Regions from separate parts of the Pan troglodytes genome. Here region 2 is linked to region 1. Evidence: chromatin contacts called from public Hi-C data. All regions are on one chromosome and are shown on one strand. Each heading gives the region's core, a stretch centred on a gene start, on an enhancer-like site or on the middle of the called end of the contact. The rest is flanking DNA. Distances are from core to core; before and after follow the strand shown. Region 1 has its middle 130 kb from the start of TMEM161B. Region 2 has its middle 370 kb from the start of CCNH.

What was found. Hi-C and Micro-C count contacts between places; a contact is called where the count stands out from the background.
Region 2: a contact with region 1 is called in a Hi-C map of stem cell-derived neural progenitor cells, with 11 times the contacts expected there. The contact joins two enhancer-like sites. A contact is called at or near these places in 3 of 7 Hi-C or Micro-C datasets (induced pluripotent stem cells and stem cell-derived neural progenitor cells), 1 of 1 datasets of contacts at active chromatin or transcription factors (stem cell-derived excitatory neurons) and 1 of 1 other capture datasets (stem cell-derived neural stem cells).

The regions. Positions count from the first base shown.
Region 1 is chr4:28,007,747-28,011,812 of NHGRI_mPanTro3-v2.0_pri, forward strand. No RefSeq gene overlaps it. Among named protein-coding and RNA genes, the nearest start is that of TMEM161B, 130 kb to the left of the region's middle. Within about 2 kb of position 2,070, at least 16 of the 24 cell types and tissues checked have an H3K27ac peak or open chromatin away from gene starts, as enhancers often do. A contact at or near this core is called in stem cell-derived neural progenitor cells, where this site is marked.
Region 2 is chr4:28,369,386-28,373,451 of NHGRI_mPanTro3-v2.0_pri, forward strand. No RefSeq gene overlaps it. Among named protein-coding and RNA genes, the nearest start is that of CCNH, 370 kb to the right of the region's middle. Within about 2 kb of position 1,701, at least 6 of the 24 cell types and tissues checked have an H3K27ac peak or open chromatin away from gene starts, as enhancers often do. A contact at or near this core is called in stem cell-derived neural progenitor cells, where this site is marked.

The DNA.
Region 1 (4,066 bases), core at 820-3,319:
CCTTGGCTGGGTCGCCAAACACTGTCGAAACTTTCTGGCTGTCTTTAGAAGATACCCTCTACTAGTCACTTGACGGGCAGGAGGTGCAACGCGGAAGGAAACATCACGGATTGGGGGTACTGGAAACTTTTAAAAGGTCTGGAAAATCCCTCCGATTTAGTGGATGCTTTTCCGCGGCTGTTTAAAAACTGAAAGGCAACATAGAAGCTTCTACTTTAAAAAGGTAGCCCTGGTGATCCAATCCCGATCTTTTGGCTGGCAAAGAGGCAATTGCCTGAAAACGAAATTGGCATTCAAAAAGGGTCAGGTACAGCCCAGAGTCCCTGTACTCATTTTAGACTCAAGAAAAGGCGCTTCCCATCCCTAGCTCTTTTAGAAAGAGAAAGGAAAAGGAGGAGAAAGCAGAAAGGGGGGAGAGCCGAGAGCGCAAGAAAGAGAAGAGGGGGATATTTAGCAAGTTAAAAGGTTAAATGTTTGAACAGATTTGTAAATATATAGACAACCCTTGTTATTTGGGATGTGTAATAATGCCTTTTTGTGGCGCTGTCTGGCTGGGAGGCTGCCGAGGACCGCTCCCTGGCACCTTCTTCACTAGGAAATGAACAGTAAGCTCATGGACTCGAAAAACAAAAACAGGGCTACCCTCCTTTGGAGGAAAGGGAATTCTCCCTCTATTCGGTCATTGAAAAATAAAAAGAAAAGAAGAAAAAAGAAAGTAAAAGGAAAGCAGGATCAATGAGAAGATTTTATTTTTCTTAGGTATGATTTTTCAGGGAGCAACCCAGAAAGCTGTCTTCAGGCTGAAACAATTTCAAAGTATTGTTTAAGCGGATGACATTCTCCAGCACTCAGTTATCCATTGTGCATCTATTATATCTTTGAACTCAACTCTCTTGTTTAACAAGGGTGTGTGTGTGTGCCTGTTGTGTATGCGTGTGTGTTTAGAAAACCTAGGTTCCCCAGTGGTGCTTCCTTGGCTGAATAGGGTGGGTTTCTTTCGTTTTTCTCGCATTGGTGTTTTCTGGACAACTGTACTGAGCGCTATTGATGCATCGGTGCTCTGCCCGTGCCCGTGGGCGGAGGACATAGGCTGTGGGTGTGTCCCGCCCGCAGGCGCGCGTGCGTGTGTGTGCGTGTTTGTGTGTGTGTGTGTATACACCCATTCTCTGGTGTGCATCAAATGGAGCCTTTTTTTTTCTTGCCCGTGTCTGCGTCCTGCGTATATTAGTATTATGCAAATAGAGTCATTTCGCTTGAGTATTTTTTTTTTGGAGGGGGAGGGGATGAACCATTTTAATTCTTCTCTAGTATTTTCTCGGCAGTCTTTCCACTGAGTGTGAATTCATTTGGATGCCTTTTCTGAGGTCCGTCTCTCTCTCTCTCTCTCTCTCTGTGTGTGTGTGTGTGTGTGTGTGTGGAGGGGGAGACTGCGTGCCGGTCAGTGGGTGTGTGCCTCGGTGTGTGGAAGAGCGTGCACAGCCTGTGAGAACCTTGTGAGCGATATGTGTTCTCTCCAGGTGTTCTGTTTGTCTCTACCTCCCGTGCTTTGCGTTCTCGGAGGTGATTATGTGCATATTTACATATATGTGCCTATTCTCCTGCCTTCATGTATTGTCTTTCTCCACAATCCAGATATTTCTTATATATTCTCTTATCTTTTGGCAAAGTGCCTTTTTTATTCCTCGAAGAATATTTATTGATGTGATAATCTGAAATGAAAAGTGGTCTCCCATGAAGGAGATGGAAGAGAAAGGAGTGTTCATCTTTCTTAATAGACGGGGCAGAGCCAGTTGACTGGATCACAGGGTTTCTCTGCACTTTCTGCGTGTGTGTCTGTGTGTGGGGGGTGGGGGCGGGGGCGGGGGCGGGGGAGGAGGGAAAAGGAGCCTTTAACCAGAACAAAGATAGGCCATCGCGCCCCCTTGCGGACAGGCTGCATATTGCGCCGACCAGGCCCGCCCCGGCTTTCTTTAGCCGAATGAATCTTGTAATTTCCTCCGTTAAACCATTCAGGGGCCGCCTCTCAGACCCAGCCCCCGGCCATCAGCCAATCACCAGGCGCCATGCAAATCATCTCTTCCGTTCTCCAAACCCGCGTCAGCCTCTGCGGCTGCTCTGGCCACCCCGCCCCAGCCTCATTTCCTTCCCTCCCCTCCCCTTCCCTCCTTCGCCCCCGCCCGAGCAGCTGCCGGGGAAGAGGGCAGTGCTGGGTGCCTCATGCATATTCAGACCGATCCTCCTCCTCCCTCCACCTCCTGCCCCCTCCTGCCGCCTCCTCCCTTTTCCCCGGCCGCGCCCGCGCTCCTGGAAGTGCAGTTCTCCGAGCTCTGGTCCTGAGCAGCTGTTTCCCAGAAGAAGGCCTACGTGCGCTCTTGGAGCAGACGAGGGAAAGGGAGGAAGGCTCTACCCTTAAAATCCTCTCGAAGGTCAAGTTTGAGACTTGCCGAAAGGAGGAGAAAAGTGTCGAAAAATGCCGCTACAGGGTTTGCGGGAAGGTTCTGCACGGAGACTGGTTGGAAATGCCTTTCTCCCCCTAAATACCAGATTAATTTCTCTGAAACACACAATGTATTTGTCATGCCCAAAGGATGATGATAGATGGTTTTTTAAGCCCAGAGTAAAGTGTGCATTTGTCTTGTATATCAAGGCTACAATGAAACCACGAAGAACTGGAGAGGAGATCACCCAGCGTTAGCTGCTTAATAGGAGCGGGGAGAGCGAGTGAGGACTGGAGACGGGGGGCGGGGCGAGTGGTGGCCCAAGACCTGCTCCAGGTGGGCTGTTCCCTGTCGGCTCCTGGAACAGGACGGGTAAGCCGACTAAGAGCGCAAATGGGGACCCATGAAAAGAAAAAAAAAACAAGATCCGGGAATAGTTTGTTACTGTTATTTACATCCAGACTCTGGTTTTCCGGCCCTTTACAGCTGCTGGTGAAGAGTATTCAAGCTTTGAATACTGCTCTGAACTGACCTTGAGGCACATTGAGAGGAAAAATCACTGGAGAAAATCGCGGTTTGTGTAGTGCTTTGAGATCCTCTAACGCGAAAGCAAGAGAATTGTGAAGTGACCTTGTTTCATAGATCTCTCTACGTCCACACTGGAATACTAAGGGACTTTTTAGTGAGAATTGAGTCAGTTCCCCCTTAAATCTTACACCGCAGAGAAGTGAGTAGAGACCGCAAGATTTAAAATAACATTTTGTCAGCTTTTATTCTTTCAACACATTTTTATGGAGTGGTGCTTATTGTGTGCCAGGTACACAGCATCTTTTTCCATGCGAAACACATTACGCAGGCAGTGATTTGCAGGTGTACCGGAAATTAGGGAAAGGGATAGGAATTCTGGATGCTTTCTGTTCTGGAATTGCTCATTGTCTTGCAAGAAGAAGAGATATAATAACAGATAAATATGGCACAGTGTAACATGGAGCATGGAAACAGCTTAAATATCTGTCAAAAGTGCAGTGAATTAATGTATTGGCATATCCCTACAGTGAAATACTCTTTATGAATTGACTATCTTAAAAGCAATGTTGGATGAAAAAAAGCAAATTGCAAAAGAATACATGTGATATTGGCCGGGCGCGGTGACTCACGCCTGTAATCCCAGCACTTTGGGAGGCCGAGGAGGGTGGATTATGAGGTCAGGAATTCGAGACCAGCCTGGCCAAGATGGTGAAACCCGTCTCTACTAAAAGTACAAAAGTTAGCCAGGGGCGGTGGCAGGCGCCTATAATCCCAGTTACTCGGGAGGCTGAGGCAGGAGAATTGCTTGAACCCTGGAGGCGGAGGTTGCAGTTAGCCGAGATCGCTGCATTCTAGCCGGGGCAACAGAGCAAGACTCCGTCTCAAAAAAAATGTGATATTGATGCAATATTAATATCTATTAACGTAAAATTATCCTTCCCATAACAATTTGTTGGTACGTAACTATGTAATAAAAGTATAAAAGCATGTTGGGGAAGAATGCGCGCGAACTCCAGCATGGGGGAGACCTCTGGAAGAGAAGGAGCCTTTATCCACATGGATATTGGCTATATGAGTAATGTTTATTTCCTTAAAAAAAT
Region 2 (4,066 bases), core at 451-2,950, 360 kb after region 1:
ATCTGTATATAGAATAATTGACTTCAAAATGATTAAAGTATTTGTCTTGTTTTACATTCCTTATGATCAATTGACTAACCTGTTACTATGAATTACATAGAATGTCTAAGAGGAAAAAAAATCACCTGTGCACACATGGAGCTCCTATTTCAAGATATCTTTATCTATCTGTCTGCTTTATAGCAACACATTGTATAATAATAGTCATGGATTTAGGGAGCTTATATCCAAAGTGAAGATTTTCATGATATCAAAGATTAGAACCAATTCAAACATAATCCAAATGACTCATTTCACCTATTAATATGACAAATTAACATGTTCTTATAAACCAGAACTACACAGGGTAAAAACAAAAATGTAACACTATGAAGCAAGTTTTGCCAAGTTGCCCATTTGTTCTCCAATGTTTGCATTTTAAAGAGGTATAACTACATTATTGAATTCTTATTTTGCCAAATATTTTAGTTGAATGCCCTCATAAAATCTCCGGTTTTCATAAATTCATGGATATTAGGGCTAAAAGTGTACATTAAAAATGATACATCTTGCTCTGAGACACTATACAGGAAAAAAATAACTTTTCAGAGGTGGATAAAAACTGAAAAAAAAATGCTTTTAAAAATCTTTCAGTTTTTGAACTGGTATGATATTATACCAAAACTGTAAAACCCATTATACGTATAAACATAACTATATCAGTAGCATATGAAGTAAATTATGCACTTCAGTTCGCCAATGTGTAATATCATTTTTGATCATATGTAAATTTGCTATAAGAGGTTTTAAAAGGAATCTTTAAAAATATACCCCAAACGACAACAGATTTGTCATTCATGCACTGCTGAGCATAGAGGCCTAATTTTACCTTTTTGCTATTATTTTAAATTAAGGCACTTATCCGAAAGATCAAAACAGCTTTTACATTGGACACTTTGTGAAGGGAGATAGTGATAATATCTGGAGGAATATGGTAATTAGTCCTGTTGTGGAGGCACAGAGAGACGCCTCATGCATGTATTGGGAATCTGCAAAGACCAAATATAAAAGTATATCTCAAAGTTGGGAGGGTAGATTAGAAGGTGCCTAGTGATCTGGCAGAAACATTAAATAAAGCAAAAAACATTGCATTTATAAAGCAAGAACAAAGACATTTCCTTTTGCTTTGCTGGTAAAGAATATTAAAAGAGGACAACCTCCTTTTTGACAGCAGTTTTAAATCCAGCTTTTCATATTACAGTCCTTAATGAGGGACCCCACAATATCAGATGAAGAAAAACAAAGAGAATTTTTGATGAAAAAAAAAAATTAGGAAAAAGAGAGGGGATGACTGAGAATATGCAAACTTTGTCTGCAGTTGTTTGAGCACAGGCATAATGCTGAAGGGACTTTTTCCCTCTAACTACCTATTAAGGAAGGCTGCATAACAAATAGCAGACTATCCCCTAAAGAGCTGAAAGGTAAAGTTCTCAGGAAGCCCCAGTAAATACTGAAATGATTTTTACTATTCCAAATTTAATTCGACATTTTCTTAGTGTGTGTATGGGGAGGGCGGAATACCCCCTTTGTGTCCTAAAAAGTGTCATGCAACACAGAAAGATCTCTCTGAAAGAAAACGCATCTTACTTGACTAAACACTGAGCTCTCAGCGTGAAGAGAATAAACGCCTCAATGTTACACGCGGCCGTGTGGCAGAGCAGGTCCAATGCAGTGCTCTCACGCCATCTAGCGGCTTTGTGAGAAGTCTCTCTTCTGTGATCTCAGTGAGCCACTCCTGTTTGTATTTAAGTAGTGCCTATAATGCAAATGGAAGTGCAAATAGAAGAGAGAAATTGCCATAATTATTCAGAGAATTTGGACACAAAGTAGTTATTTTGCTTGAAAAATATAATTTTTCAGGATGAAATATTCCAGCAGTTTAAATACCCTGGCTTAAAATTTTTGGTGCCATTTTGGTTTAAGCGGAAGTGGTTTCAGAACTAGGGCCCTTCCTTTCACTTTTGTCTAATTATCTGCTACATCTCTTTCCTTTCTTCTTCTCTACTTTCCTTTATTTTCACATCATACTTTTCTTTAAAATTTCTGTTTTGATTTCAAATTTCTCAACGGCTTGAAGCTTTCTTTCTTTTTTTTTTTTTTTTTTTTGCTTGTATTCATCAGGCTTTTATTTTAATAAGATGCCCCCTTTGGCATTCTAATTTGAGACAATAATAGGTAATAAAATCAAAGAACCAACTTTCTGCTTCTTGGAAACACCCAAAATAGTGCTATCCTCAGATACTCTTCCCCTACCAACCCTCAGATGTGCTGCCCTGCAAGCAGCACTTGGAATGTCAAATTGCAAAGATACTGTTTACAAGCTATTTTAGCCACTCTCAGAAATACAAGTTTCCACTGTCATCTTTGCAAAATGGCATTATACACACTATTTATATGAATAGAAAGTGTGCTCGAACTTTGCTTAATGAATCAATCTTCAACTAGTGTAAAGTCTACTTAACCAAAATGACGTTTCATTCTTTTCCTATTTGAGAGTTATTTCATAGGCCTAGGCATTCTCCCTTTTGATACCATTGAGTCACACATTTTAATATTACATTTATTATATCTACAGATGGAAACTCTTATACTCTGAAAATATAGTTTCCTTTTTGGATAATGTGAAAAATTAAATTTACAGTGTTTTCATTGAGATACCTTTTAATGATACAAAGAAGCTAATTGCTATATTTGTATAACAAACATCTGCATAGTATTAGTCATGAACCAGGATTAAAGTTTCTAAATCACCAATAAAAGGGGCTGTTGGTGGGAAACTAAATAGGAATTTTGAAGACCCCATGTATTTTATTGCGTTTGGGAATCAATAAGAAATACAAGTTGCGACTTTCTCTACACATGTGGTGTTCAAAGACCGATAAATATTTTAAATCAAACATCCTTACTTGAAGGGATTTAGTAAATTAATTTAGTACTTGTTGAAGAGGTGTGCACATTTAACCTTTCAAACATTATAAGTAATATACAAGTGGAAAATAATTTTGTTTTTTTGTTTATATTAAAAATTCACTTTCAAGGATTCAATTATGAACAAACAAAAATTCATAAAATCTGAATTTAACATTTCTCTGATAAGTATGATGTTATTTGCCTTTGCTGTGTTCTTTTTGAACATTTATATTTCATCATTTAATTTAGACTATGAGCAAATATTTTAAAGTAAGGATGCTTTTTAAAAAAATGCTGAATCAGGAAGAATGTTCTTTGATTTTTCTACTTTGTACTAATTTTAGTATACATTTTCTTAAAGAGAGGTCAAGTCGGGGTTTTCGCCTTTCAAACAACCATAGGGAAAAATTCATGTTACACAAAATGCTCATTTTTTTTTCCAATTTTTTCTTGGAATGACAATATGAAATCTTAAACAATAAATGTTTACAGATGATATCTATATATATTCTAGTAGATCAACTGGTTGGTGATTTTTAAAAACTGATATTTTAACTATAATTTTCTTATCTGAAGACATTATCTGGTGATTTTAAAATTGTACTTTTATTACATTTTCTAATAATTATTATATATGTAATTTGATTTTATTTTCAAATGTAAAAAGAAGCTATTTATAAAATTCTAAGTAATATTGGTCCAATTTTAATTGAAATCCAGCAGTGTTTCTACCAATTTTAATGTCAATATTATTGAGAACCACATATAGCAGTGTTCCTTAAAACAATATTCAGAAAAACTTTAGAAAGCTGGAAACTTCTTTGTTGAGTAGCATGATAGTGCTTTTCTGCATTTTTTCTAAATAGGTTCACATAGACAGAAAAATAGACTTCCAAACAGTTTAAAAAATATATCTGAGTAAAATGCTACTTTTCTGATAAATTCACTACAATTATACATATTCATTGTTTTAAAGAAAAGGAAAAAAACCTCAGGGAGGTTTCATTTCATAGAAAAAGGCATGTAGGCATCACACATTGCTGTCTGAGGACAGTGCTGCGTTTTGATTAGAACAAGAAGCTATAATTGGAGTGATAATCTTTTACACTGTTTTTAA